2 separate regions of the Salmo salar genome follow, and region 1 is linked to region 2. Evidence: chromatin contacts called from public Hi-C data. All regions are on one chromosome and are shown on one strand. The core of a region is the stretch at or near the end of the contact, and the rest is flanking DNA. Distances in the headings are between cores, read along the strand shown. Region 1 has its middle 38 kb from the start of LOC106586311. Region 2 holds the start of LOC106586313 (UBX domain-containing protein 4).

Region 1 (7,640 bases), core at 4,098-6,597, 77 kb before region 2:
GCCCATGGGGGGTCTTCAAAAAAACAATCTTACAATTATAAAACATTTTCTGGAGGTTTTTTCCTCTCCTTAATGCTAGGCTGTTGCTCTTTTTCTTCATATGGTATGACGCACGCACTGTTCAGATCTGACTTTCCCAAAGGCCCAACACAGCTTGGCATCATCATCTGATGCATTTTCTAGCAAATCCTTTTAACATGGTTTGCCATGAATGCCACTGTGGGTTTTCAGATACAACCCGTCATACAACTAGTTCCAATAATGATGATTAAAATGTGCAGGAGTGATGCCGATTAGCATGAGCAACAAAACCTCAGCAAACCCACACAAATTTGCAGGCATCATTCAGACTAAATGGATCATCAAACGCAGCATAAATGCAATCTCAATACTTCAATGAAACACCTTATTTTCCTGAATTCGGAAGGAAAAAAAACTTTAAGTTAAGATCTAACTGCCCTGGAGAAAAATAAAATCGAAACCACTCAGGCAATACGGGATGATATAGGAGCCCATCAACACTGGGATAAATATGAATGAGGCAGGGTCAACTGGCCAGTAAAGTGTAGTCTCAGGGAGCCAATACAGCAATGAATACTATGGCAAGAGCCCATCTGGGGGTTGGTGGTGGATATTCAGAGGGGAGCAGATTGCTCCATTATACCAGGCTAAAGTTGGGCTAAATAAGAGCAGGGCTAAAGCCTATACCCCCCAATTTAAACCAGGGAGACAGCGGCAAACACCTCCCAGGGAAAGAGGGTTTGCGATCAATTTACAGATTAATAACCAGGTCGGAGAGTGGTGAGGAGGGTTACACTCTATCCACAGTAAAAACGCTGCAAAATGTGACACAAAACCCCCCAGGGAGCAGCCATATTTAAGGAGATGGAGCATCCGAAATCCGCTCTGTCTGGTTTTGTTGTGGGATCCGAGGGACACTGCCTGCTGCCTCGACATAGAGTGCGTTCCAAATGGCACCCTATTCCCAATGTAGTGCACAACTTTGAGAAGGGCACATAGAGCCTGAGTCAAAAGTAGTGCACTATATAGTGAATGGGGTGCCATTTGGGACACATCTGTGGATTTGCACTGTCAGTGGAGGATCAGGGGGAAATAACCTCCGCATGCACCTGGGGAGTCAGTCTATTGGTCTGCAGCTGTAAAGCCAGCCAGCACAGCCATCAACATGGGCCAGGGAGATAAGCCAAAAGCTGTCACGTCTTGTTGAGGACTGTATTGTTCTGGCCACTAAAGGGATTTCTCACTGAATGGCCAATGTAGAATACAATCTTCAGCTATCTTGCATTGAGGCAACAATACCTTAATTGTAATTCTGATCCCGTCCTCTGTTGGTTGGTTAATTACAATAGTAGCTTATCTTTCAAAGGGAAAATATTAATTGATATTTACTGATACTAATGTCAACATTAGACAATATTTAAAATTGCATCTTTATAGGCCTTGGCTATGTCTCACTTTTCACCAGTTGAGCATTATTTAATTCGTAATCTTAATTCATAAATGTTCTCAGTCTAATTAAATCTCCTCAATATAAGATTGTTTGCTAAAGCTACAGTATATTACCGGCAGGAATGTTCTTCATGAACAATACAGCAAAGATTGAAAATGCATAACTACTCCATAATATCCTTTTTGATTGCAAATTAAACCCCACTTTGTTTATTCAAAGTCATAGAGTCCATTTCTATTCCCGGTTTGTCTTATGAGTTTATTGGAGTGTTTTACATAATTTCATTTTTAGTTCTCCCCTCAGTGAGCCAGATTTCAGTTTGAGGGTGTCTGCCTACACATCTCAACAGCTCCAAACAGAGCTCTCCTTTCTCAGCTGCATATGCAGGGCTGTGGCACTGGCCCTCCTCTTGATGAACGCTGCCTGTCCTCCCACACAGCAGTTATGTAAAGATAACAGGGTATCAGAAAACCTGTCACTTCACAGAAGTAGGCAACATGAATGTCAGAAACTGGCTTCTGTAAAGTATCAATCAGTCTGGGGCTACAGGGAGAGGGTTTGCTTTACCTGAACCTGACCATTCTCTCTTCTGCATTGACGCCATGGAGGTTTACAAGCAATTCCCCACATAAACGAATCAGACAGCGACAAACAGAGAGATATTACGCAGGTAAATAAAGATACAGTGCATATGGAAAATATTCAGACCCCTTCCCTTTTTCCACATTGTGTTACCTTACAGCCTTATTCTAAAATGGACTTTAAAAAAATCCTCATCAAAGCGAAAATAGTTTTTTTTTAAAATGTTGACAAATGTACTAAAAATAAAAACAGAAATACCTTTTTTACATAAGTATTCAGACCGTTATGAGACTTTAAATCAGGTGCATCCTGTTTTTTTTAACTAGGCAGGTCAGTTAAGAACAAATTCTTATTTACAATCACAGCTTACCAGAGAACAATGGGTTAACTGCCTTGTTCAGGAGCAGAACGACAGATTTTTACCTCGTCAGCTCGGGGATTCGATCTAGCAACCTTTCGGTTACTGGCCCAACACTCTAACCACTACTCTACCTGCCTCCCCTGTTTCCATTGATCATCCTTGAGATGTTTCTACAACTTGATTAGAGTCCAGCTATGGTAAATTCAATTGATTGTACATGATTTGGAAAGGCACACCCTTGTCTATATAAGGTCCCACAGTTGACAGTCAGAGCAAAAACCAAGCCATGAGGTTGAAGGAATTGTCCGTAGAGCGCCAAGACTGGATTTTGTCGATGCACAGATCTGGGGTAGCGTACCAAAAAATGTCTGCAGCATTGAAGGTCCCCAAGAACACCGTGGCCTCCATCATCCTTAAATGGAAGAAGTTTGGAATCACCAAGACTTTTCCTAGAGCTGGCCGCCCAGCCAAGCGGAGCAATCGGGGGAGAAGGTCCAGAGTTCCTCATCAAGGCAAAGGGTGGCTACTTATATTTTGATTTGTTGAACACTTTTTTGGTTACTACATGATTCCATATGTTATTTCACAGTTTTGATGTCTTCACTATTATTCTATAATGTAGAATGGAATGAGTAGGTAACTTTTGACTGGTACTGTATGTAAGTGTGATATTTCCGTTGTTTCTTTTTTATAAATTTGCAAACAATTCTAAAAACTTGTGGGGAAGTGTGTGTGTAGATTGATGAGAGGGAAAAAAACGATTTATTCAATTTTAGAATAAGTGTAACGTAACAAAATGTGGAAAAAGTAGAGGGGTCTGAATACTTCCATGTAGATACTATGTACATGGAAAGAGGGAGAGAGAGAGAGAGAGGGGAGAAGGAGGGGTGGAAAAACTGGTTGATTGAATATGAGCATACTGTACTCAGCACATAACAAGGTGCTTTAAAGTTCACTTGTTTGTGTATTGCTTTGTTTGGGGGGGGATGTTGAGGTTTGAAGAGCTTGTGCCATTGTCTGAAGAGGAACATTTTAAGTTTAAAAGTGTCACGGGCAAGAGCAATGAGTGGTGCTCTAAAGCTGGGTAATTTATGTATTTGCTTTTGTTTATCATGAATATACTGTACATTTGGAGATCACTAGTATCCAGGCACTCAATAAAACATTGGATTATTTTATTGGCTCAGAAGGTAAAGTCAGAGAGGACATCAACAAATTTGCTATAAGGAAGGGCATTGTCTGAGTGCTCAGCCTCAAATCGATGCCCCTTGCTAGGCTTTAGCTAACCTGATCTTTACTAACGCACTGAGAAATCAGCAGGAAAAAAAGAAGACCATTGGAACGCAGGCCCTTGTGTCCCATGTTGCTCCCTCAATTGACTGACTTACCTAACCAGAGCAGCGACTGTTACATCCCAGGGAATTGATTTCCCTCCACCAACTCTGTTTGTTCCAAAGGGCACCCTATACCCTTTATAGTACCTTACTTTTAACCAATGCCATGGTCAAAACTATTGCATAGGGAATAGGGTGCCATTTGGGATACCTACTGTGTCCCTGGGCAGACTTACAACCCCACAGGAATTAGAATCAGCTGAGGCTAACTTTGAAGAAACTTGTCTTTTATCTGTAACCCTGAAAACAGCCCTGGCTAGAACAGATGTAAAATGTTTTTCAAAAGTTTTTGCGTTTCACAAAGGAAGTAATCTAAGGATGGTGATAAGGATATGAGAATGTGAAATTAAAGTATGCGTACTCTTCTCAAATTGTCCAAATGCTTGCCACCACCTGTCCTGTCAAAATACTGCGTTCTACTTTTCATTATCTGTATGCTAAACATTACATTTTATCTGTCATTTAAAAACAACTTAAATTATAGACACACACACGCACACACAGATTTTACCTGGGTGGTTTTAATTCTTGGCATCTTCTCCCCGGCCTGCTCTCGACTGCACTCACCTTACAACGACAATCTGACTTCAGCATGGCTGCCTCTTCATAGATTCCAGAGAGCAACTGACTACTTACTTTTTCAACAAAAAAAAGTTTAAAATAATTGACTTCTCTCATGATAGCATCAATTTATAATAGTGATAATTATTCCCCCCCCCCCCCACACACCTTGTGGCTAGCTAGTTAGTGATCGGACAAGATTCAGTGTCATTCATTTGTTCCACTCTGCATCCCACCAGTCCCAAATGTGGCAATGCCGTCTATTGTGTACATCATGGCAAATTTAAAAGAAACCTAAACATCCATTTTCTGTGATGACTGTTGAATACAATTATATTTGAACAAACTCTGCCGATTTTCCATGTGGTTGATCCTTCAGCTGGTTGAAATCTGAGACAAAAAAAAAAAATAGGTATCTGTGTATGGCAATCAAGATGTATTAGCTCATGACCTAATGTACGTGTGCAAGACAGAAGCACATGAACGCACACCAACGAAGTCTTGCAGGTGTTCACGTGGTTTTGCGCATGTTCCAGGTGAAATTTCAGTTGCACTACTGACACTCTAAAAAGTCGGGTAAATAATACTTTCCTGTGGATATTTTGTTTCAAATGTTGCCCAGCTGAAATACCAACCGGTAGGGTAGAGTACATTCAAATGAAATGTTATTCAACATTCTGGCAGAGTTTTGTTTTTACTATAACAATCATTTGTATCATAGTCTGTCTGATTAGGCAACCTCCCCCTATCTGTCAGTCAGTTGCAGACGCGCTGCCTCCCCCTCATGTTGCCGACTGACTGGAAATAGAAACATAAATATACACACCGCTAACAACCTAACGCAGCCGGTAAGGACAATTTAATGGTTTATAAATGTAACGTTAACTATTTTCTTGAATATTCTATGAACGTAATTAGCGCAGCCAAGTTAGCTAGCTAAACGGCTTCCAATGGCGAGAAAGGCAACGTTGACGAAGCTTTGGCCTAGCTGAAAGACTAGCTAATTATAGCTATCTAGCTAACCTGACGAATAAAAACAAGGGATTCTCCCTGACAAGTTTTTTTTCTAAGCACGTGTCATGCGAACATAGTCGTTAGTAAAAAAAAAAAAATATGAAAATAAAAAGTATATATACATATATGGATTTTGTTAAACTGGTGACTAACCTTTGTAACTTAGTCAGCTAACTTAACTGTTATTTAGCAGAAGTAGTTAGCTAGTTATGTGGCTAGCAAATGCTCGCTAACCATGTGAGGCCTGCCATAATTGCGTTCTGTGGCGCTAAGGCAAGGGGGCGGTAACGTTAGGTGACTAGGTTAGGTAGCTAGTCACCAGTTTGCACATTTTTTTCTTGCTAGTGTCAGTGCACAATGGCCTAACGAGTTAGTTAACTAGCTAGTTAGTTGCATGCAGTAATACTGTATATGAATTAAACAGTCGACGTAGATGTGACCTGCTCGAGTTGCTAGCAAAGTTCATTTTTAACAAGTTCATGCTCTTTGAAACTGACTCGCAAGCTAGCCGGTGAGGTTGGATTTTTGTATTGAGTTGAAAGATAGCTAAGTGTAACTTTCATGTTTGGAGGAGAACTTGCGGTGCTCGCCGAGTTTAGGCACATGCAACATTGACTGGGTGATTTTCATGAAACCAGTTTTAATAATGGCTTTAACCAATTGAGTTAGAAAACCATGATGCAACTATCATTCTGAAGACTAAGATGCATAGTTTATTAAAGGGGGTGTGGTATTTGACCATTTTATACCACAGCTAAGGGCTGTTTTTATGCACGGCGGAGTGCCTAGATACAGCCCTTAGCCTTGGTATCCAAGTTGTTTTATTGCTATTATAAACTGGTTACCAATGTAATTAGAGGGGGAAAAAAGAAATGGTTTTTCATACCCATGTTATATGGTCTGATTTACCACGGCTGTCAGCCAATCAGAATTCAGGGCTCAAACCACCCAGTTTATAAAGCACATTATACAACGGGTGGGTCTAATCCTGAATGCTGAACTTAAAGTGAAACTGGAGGGCGTGCAATTCAAATAAATAATCATACAATTATGGATATTAAACATTTAGGTACATACATTATATCGGTTGAAAGCTGAAATAATTTTTAAAACCGCATTCCAGCCAGTGTCTATTCAACAAGTTACCACTGGCTAAATCTATGACATTAAAATGCCTATTTATTCTGTTCCATCAGACTGCGTAATCCACTGTCTCATCAGCCCAACCAGGCACTTTCTAAACTTGATCTCCACTATAAAAAGCATCTAGACATTATATCACATTTCTCTTAGACAAACATTTAGTTTTCAACAGAGGAGATTTGTATGAACTTTGCTGTCTGTCTCTGACATTTGCAACATTGTTTCAATATTCAAATTCCATCTCCAGCTGTCCCATAGTAATAAAGGTGTAGGGACCAGACAGACAGACAGGCAGGCAGCGTTTCTCAACCAGTCGAAATAATGTATCAGCTGGCATCATTTTTATGGATATACTGTACCAGTCAAAAGTTTGGACACACATATTCATTCAAGGGTTTTCCTTTATTTTTGACAATTTTTTACATTGTAAAATAATAGTGTAGACATGATAACTATGAAATAACACATGGAATCATATAGTAACCAAAAATGTGTTAAACAAATCAAAATATATTTTATAGTTGAGATTCTTCAAAGTAGCCACACTTTGCCTTGATGATAGCTTTGCACACTTGGCATTCTCTCAACCAGCTTCACCTGGAATGCTTTTCCAACAGTCTTGAAGGAGTTCCCACATATGCTGAACACCTGTTGGCTGCTTTTCCTTCACTCTGGTGGCCAACTCATCCCAAACCATCTCAATTGGGTTGAGGTCGGGTGATTGTAGAGGCCAGGTCATCTGATGCAGCACTCCATCACTCTTCTTGGTCAAATAGCCCTTACACAGCCTGGAGGTGTGTTGGATCATTGTCCTGTTGAAAAACAAATGATAGTCCCACTAAGTGCAAACCAGATGGGATGGTGTATCACTGCTGAATGCTGTGGTAGCCATGCTGGTTAAGTGTTCCTTGAATTCTAAATAAATCACTGACAGTATCACCAGTGAAGCACCCCCACACCTTCACGCTTCACGGTAGGAACCACACATGCGGAGATCATTCGTTCACCTGCTCTGCGTCTCACAAAGACACTGTGGTTGGAACCAAAAATAAAACATTTGGACTTATCAGACCAAAGGACAGATTTCCACTGGTCTAATGTCCATTGCTTATGT
Region 2 (7,102 bases), core at 3,432-5,931:
TGTCTGCTACATTAACCTCCCACCAACCTCATCTCACCCAATGCCACACAGTTCCTTCCTCCACTGTCATATTTTTTCCTTTCCAATAACAATAAAGCAATTTACCGCAAGAAAAATCTAACCACCTGCCCCATGTCTCATCTAGAGCCTGGGGGAGTTAGTGTTGCCAGAAACCGTTTTAAATGGATGGCTTAATATCTGGGTTATCTGTTATGTGAAGGAGCCTGTTAGGTGTCCGGTCATGGCATTAAGGATCTCCATACTGACAGTGAGATTATTAACAGATAATTAAGCCAACATCTGGAGGACCTAGCTCAGTGTTGCAGCCAGGGCTGGTGAAATGGAGCCTTCATTATTAAGGAAATTCTCTCTCAGCAATAAATTACCCTTTTTTTATGATATTCATTTGCAATGCCTTTTTTCCTCTTTTTGTTTTTTTCCTGCCCAAGGGTCGACGTCTAGCACAGGGATTGATCTTAAGCATATTTATGCATTGTCAAGTTATTTCAAGCAGCAAATGTAATATTAATAAATGTTGCTCTATAATGTATACCTGCACTGAAGACCATGGAGAATTGATGGTAAGTCAGTACAAAACCAATTGAACAAAGCTGCACTCACTATCACCTCCAGTATTGTCCTAGACATGCATAAATCATTGAATGAAAGCTGTGAGCAGGGGGATGTTTCCATGAAAGGAAATTACATTCAACCCCGTTCTCTGAAAGGTGCTCATAGTTCTTACTGAGAATGGTCCTTTTCTCTGATGTGTCGTGAAGCACCTGGTGCATACTGTATGCACTAGCCTATAAAACAGCTATTCCCACTGTTAGAAGGGTGACAACCTGCTGCCATTACCCTCTCCACTGTTGTATGACTTGGTCAGCTCAGACACAGTAGGAGTAAAGCTAAAATTAGGGCAGGTTGGAAAGGGCTCCATAGACAGTAGATAAGGTTACAGCCAGCTTTAATAGCTGTGCCAATTCGGTTGTTTTCCTACTATTAAAATGGGGTGGTGAAGGTTTTCACGCCTTTATTAAACTATAAACACAGAGAGCTTGTTTCCTTGACAGATGAGTCCTAGTCCTGGGCTAAAAAGCACTTTAAATTGAGAATCGCCATTGAACATGCTTTTTAAGTCCAGGACTAGGCTTTTGGGACGGGAAACTGGCCCTAAGGCCCTGACAGTACAGGTGGTAGTTTTGATTGTTTAAAACTGATGGTTCAGCAGTAAGATAGGGAAAGCATTGTGACCATAGGAATAGGTGCTTGGATAGAGAGGGGTATGCTGAATCTAGGTTGATGATGTGGGTAAATATCTGGTGTTTGTTCAGGATTCACTTGTTTGGGTATCTGGCATCTGGGGACCACAACCACCCTAAATGGTTAGATTGATTTTCAAAACGACAGATGAGAATTCATAGACACAGTGACTATCAAATAAGATTTTCTTTCTCAACCTGATGTAACATCCAAAACAAAATGCATGTCACTGCAATGCTAATCTTATTGATAGAGAAAGCAAACCAGTGGTGAAAATGTATAGTCTCCCCCTGGGACACATTGGTCTCGGACTGCAATCGAAGCTAGTGAATTGTTATCAGTAGCTCCGCATTGACATGAGTGGGTGACGCTAGGTGGGGGCGGGAGGTCCTGCATAAACACCAACTCACTTCCTTGACAACAGCTTTGCTACGCGAAGCAGAAGACGTAGAAATGCCTCAACAGCGCTGCTCTGCTCCACGAATTGCAAGAAGTATGAATGCGTTGACTTCCGCAGAGACTGTGTCACAGTACTGGTTACTAACCACAGAGCCTTCTGGAGTGGGGAAATGATCAATAGGAAAATCACTGGGATGTTTGACATGCTAAGACAGACATTTTGTGACTATTTGCTTTGTAAGAATGCAAATAGTGCACGTATTTTAACCCATACTATCTTAATATGGCATTACAAAGTAATGTAGTGGAGGCTGATCTATTAGCACAGTAATAAAATGCAATGTTCTATTAATCATTGCATAATACATCTCTGTGTTGAGTTTGGTGAGCTACCACACCCGTTTGTTTTTTAGAGGGTCTTGTTATTAATCAAAGATCCATAGTTACAAGGCAACAGTAAACATGTCGTCCCCCACGAATGATGCGGAGGGCTCTATATACATGTAGCTCCGGATTGAGAAAATTGTTTGACCGTAGGTGGAGGCGATACGTCCTGTATAAACAGAAACTCCCTTGACAACGTCCTTCACGACAGATGGGGGTATGCTGAAAATACCTCCACGAGTCGCAATAAGTATGATTTACCTGACTTCTGCAAAGGTCGCATCTCCGTAAATGCTGTAGGGCCAATACAGAAGCCAGATTGACCATAAAATACTATTTATGCTTGATCCGACAGTGTGAAAAAAATATAATCATAAAAAAATGGTCAGCGAAAAATAATATGTTTGGTGCGGGACAAAACGAGTAATTTGCTGAACATCTAATGGGCGTAGTTTATGTCCTTATGAGAAACATGTCGCTCATGAGGGGCTGCATATACAACAGTGGTGTAAAGTACTTAAGTCAATATACTTTAAAGTACTTAAGTGGTATCTGTACTTTACAGTTGATATTTTTGACAACTTTTACTTCACAACATTCCTAAAGAAAATAATGTACTTTTTACTCCATACATTTTCCCTGAAACCCAAAAGTACTGTTACATGTAGTGTGCCCCTAGCTATATATATGGTGCTGTCTGGTTTGCTTAATATAAGCACTATGAAATAATTTATACTTTTACTTTTGATACTTAAAGTATATATAAAACCAAATACTTTTAGACTTTTATTCAAGTAGTATTTTACTAGATGACTTTCTCTTACTTGAGTCACAGTATTTCTAGGCATCTTTACTTTTACTCAAGTATGAAAATTGGGTACTTTTTCCACCACTGATATACAGTGCCCTCCGTAATTACTGGGACAGTGAAGCATTTGTTCTTCTTTTGGCTCTATTCTCCAAATTTGGATTTTTAATCCAAAATGACAGTACATTATTTACCATTCATTTCTATTGGACACAAAATAATCTGAAACACAACCAAAACAAACAGCAAATGCATCCAACAAATTTGTTGAGTCACACGCTTGATGTAGTCATTGCATGCTACCGGAACAAATACCGAACTTTTGAATACTTAAATACACATAAATGAATTTGTCCCAATACTTTTGCTCCCCTAAAATGTGGGGGACTATGTACAAAAAGTGCTGTAATTTCTAAACAGTTTGCCCAATATGGATGGAAATACCCTCAAATTAAAGCTGACAGTCTGCACTTTAACCTCATATTTGATTTCAAATCCAAATGGACAATGCCATTGAGGGCTTCCACCATTTTAAAGTAGTCTACTCGATGGGGATTTCTACAAGTTGGGAGCAATCAGCCAATGAAGAAGAAAATGTACTACTTTAAAATGGAGATAGCCTTAATGGCACTGCCCATGTGTTACAGACGCGATACTGGCACAGATACAAAAATTAGTCCTATCTATCTCTATGGCATGTTCACACACGCATCTGCCCTCTCATGGGCTAGAATGGTCCCACCTGATCTCGCCTCCCGCCTGCCTTCCATCGTTGATGACATGTATAGAGCCCCACAGTGGAGGTGTCATAAAACCTAGTGGTCAAACAGGGAAATGGTTCCAATCGTTTTCTACCATTCATTCTTCCCATAGGTTTTTTTTAGAAACACTTAAAATAAGGGCTGTGTTTCGTGTGGGCTTACCCTGATGTGACGTTTTGATAACCATGTACATTTATGTCGGACAAGGTGACATCAATATATTCGGCTGTATTTACTCTCAGATTCGAAAATATTAATTGGCATCAAAACAGACATCATACAAATCCCTGCAGGCTCCTGCGCATCATCTCTAATTGACACCTTTGCTAACAGGTATTGTGTCCATTTAAAACTTGCACAAGACAGTTCACAGAATTGCCAATTTAAAGAGATGTAGCCAATTTATTCATTACTACATTTATCTAACATTAGTTAATTTCAGAGATTCTTACCTTTGCCTCGTTTCGGCAGTCTTGTCCAGATTATCATGGCATTTCTAGTTCTTTAGGATAGCCACATTATCAGCTAATTAGCGTTTCATTTTGTAGCACAAATAAAGGCGAATATATTGATAAAAGTCAGAGAGATTTACACAGTTATCAAAACGTCACGCCAGGGTAAGCCTACACAAAACACAGCCCTTATTTTAAGTGTATTTAAGAACCCCTATGGGAAGAATGAATGGTGGAAAACGATTGGAACCATTTCCCTGTTTGACCTCTAGGTTTTAAGGGTATTATGACTCATACTGTGGCACTTTATTTCCATTGTTATAGTGGTCATGTGACTATCTTGTCACTATAATATATAGTCTTTAATTTTGTAAATGCCGGATCTCACCAACATTTCGTCAAAATCGTACCTGTGGTGACTGAGATCTCGTGTGACTATGTACAAACGGACTGAGCGAGATCCAGTCCACGTCAGAGTTCTTCGTGGGGGACAGTTAGTTATCTGCACCAATTACTTCATCAGTACCACAGCGCCATCTAATGTTAATTTGGTGACATAATGAACGGACTTCAAGTCCCATAAGCAAGCATACGTATCTATGGACTACAACTTCCATCATTCTCCGTTAGTTCCTGTGACGAGATTGAACGTTCTAGGCATTTACAGGATTGAAACGATTAAACAGGAAAAGCCAACACATTTTATTAAAAATGATTTGGTTTGAAGGCTCTATTCCAGCAGCCATTATCTCCGCAAAACAACAAAGCTCCATCTTCGTCGTCGTAATAACAGGTATTGTTTTGTAGATTAGCTTGCGCAGATGTGTATGCTAGCAAAGCTAACCAGTCGAAAGATTCGCCGTAGTAGCGAATAAAACTCAAGCTCGGGAGAGCAAACGAGCCCTGTCATTGTCAGTCAGCTATTTAACTAGTTAAATACGTGTGTGTAGTTCATGGCTACATGAAACTCGAAGTGTCGATGTAGCCAATACTAACTTGTCAAAACGAAAAGGAATGACAGTTGTCAAATCGCAGCTAACTAACGTTAGTTAATGCGATTTAGATAGTTAGCTTTGGCTAGCTTCCTACTAACGTTAGTGTGTTAATCGCTAGTTGACAATTTAACTGGCTGACGGGCAAGCTAACGAGTCGCAATTATTCTGGATGGCGACTGTCACCACCAACACTAGCGGACTAAACTCCTTCCTTCACCATGGAGTGGAGTTTAGTCCGCTACACCAACACCACAGACTTGTATTGTGGGAACTGGGCATTGAGTGTCGTAGGACGAGTGATTCACCACTTCTGAAGCTGACATTCTTGTTCTCTACTAGGCGACGATGAGGTGTCAGGACAAATGATGTCCAGTTGGGAGGACGACAGAGTGGCCGAGGCCTCCTGTAACTGCTGTGTTGCAATCAAGGTTGATTCCAAGAGGTAGCCTTTATAATGGAATCCTCCTAAACTTGTGTGGATATGATGTACACTCTTTCTGTACAGCACTATCAAAATGGAAATACTAACAAATGTGATGCATTTTATGTTTAATGTTTTTCTTTTCTTGCAGTGAGACATGCACACAGTTCTCCCAAATCTGTATCCTTCCTCTCCAAAGGGTTCTTTGTTGTGTTTGTGGTCCCTAAGGCTTGATTTCCCTAAAGCTTTGTCTTTCAGACATATTCTAGATCAGTGGTTCCCAAACCTTTTATAGTCCGTATTCCTTCAAACGTTCGACCTCCAGCTGCGTACCCCCTCTAGCACCAGGGTTAGCGCACTCTCAAATGTTGTGTTTTGCCATCATTGTAAGCCTGCTACACACAAACACTATACAATACATTTATTAAACATAAGAATGAGTGTAACTTTTTGTCACAACCTGGCTCGTGGGAAGTGACGACAAAGCCCTTATAGGACAGGGAACAAATAATAATATAATCAATAATTTTGCTCTTTTATTTAGCCATCTTACATATAAAACCTTATTTGTTCATAAGAAATTGTGAATAACTCACCATAGGTTAATGAGAAGGGTGTGCTTGAAAGGATTCACATAACTCTTCAATGTTGGGTTGTATTGGAGAGAGTCTGTCTTAAATCATTTTCCACACGGTCTGTGCCTGTATTTCGTTTTCATGCTAGTGAGGGCTCAGAATCCACTCTCGCATAGGTACGTGGTTGCAGAGGGCATCAGTGTCTTAACAGCGCGATTTGCCAAAGCAAGAAACTCTGAGCGCAGCCCTATCCAGAAATCTGTCAGTGGCTTCTGATTAAATTCAATTTTCACAGAACCTCAATATCGGTAAGTGGACTGGAGGCAGGGCATGAAAGGGATAACGAATCCAGTTGTCATCCGTTTCGGGAAAGTACCTGAGTAATTGCGCACCCAACTCGGGTGCTTCGCTATATCACGTTTGACATTGTCCGTAAGCTTGAGTTAATTTGCACACAAAGAAATCATACAATGATGGAAAAACCTGTGTGTTGTTCTTGTTAATGCAGACAGAAAAGATCTCTAACTTCTTAATCATAGCCTCAATTTTGTCCCGCACATTGAATATAGTTGCGGAGAGTCCCTGTAATACTAGATTCAGATCATTCAGGTTGAGAAAAAACATCACCCAGATAGGCCAGTCGTGTGAGAAACTCGTCATCATGCAAGCGGTCAGACAAGTGAAAATTATGGTCAGTAAAGAAAACTTTAAGCTCGTCTCTCAATTTAAAAAAAAAACATGTCAATACTTTGCCCCTTGATAACCAGCACACTTCTGTATGTTGTAAAAGCGGTACATGGTCGCTGCCCATATCATTGCATAGTGCAGAAAATACATTATTTCACTGTCTTGTATGCGAAGCAGTTATTGTTTCAAAACATCTCCTGCCGTGTCACTGAAGCGTCATGAAGCAGTGTTGTTTGATGGAGGCATTGTCTGTGTAGTTTTTTTTGCCTTTTCCCCCAGCATTGTCCCAGACATATCTGTGGCAGCAGGAAGAATTAAGTCCTCCACAATAGTATGGGGCTTGCCTGTCCCAGCCAC

What was found. A called contact is a pair of places that touch in the nucleus more often than the background predicts.
Region 1: a contact with region 2 is called in a Hi-C map of muscle, with 4 times the contacts expected there. The contact joins the enhancer-like site here to the promoter of LOC106586313 in region 2. A contact is called at or near these places in 3 of 3 Hi-C or Micro-C datasets (blood, gill and muscle).

What each region holds. Positions count from the first base shown.
Region 1 is chrssa25:19,165,343-19,172,982 of Ssal_v3.1, reverse strand. No RefSeq gene overlaps it. Among protein-coding and RNA genes, the nearest start is that of LOC106586311, 38 kb to the right of the region's middle. Within about 2 kb of position 5,347, at least 8 of the 13 cell types and tissues checked have an H3K27ac peak or open chromatin away from gene starts, as enhancers often do. A contact at or near this core is called in muscle, where this site is marked.
Region 2 is chrssa25:19,088,031-19,095,132 of Ssal_v3.1, reverse strand. LOC106586313 (UBX domain-containing protein 4) reads left to right here and starts at 4,681. Exons shown (of 13, transcript XM_045707428.1): 1 at 4,681-4,860; 2 at 5,402-5,504; 3 at 5,635-5,663. The coding sequence starts at 4,779.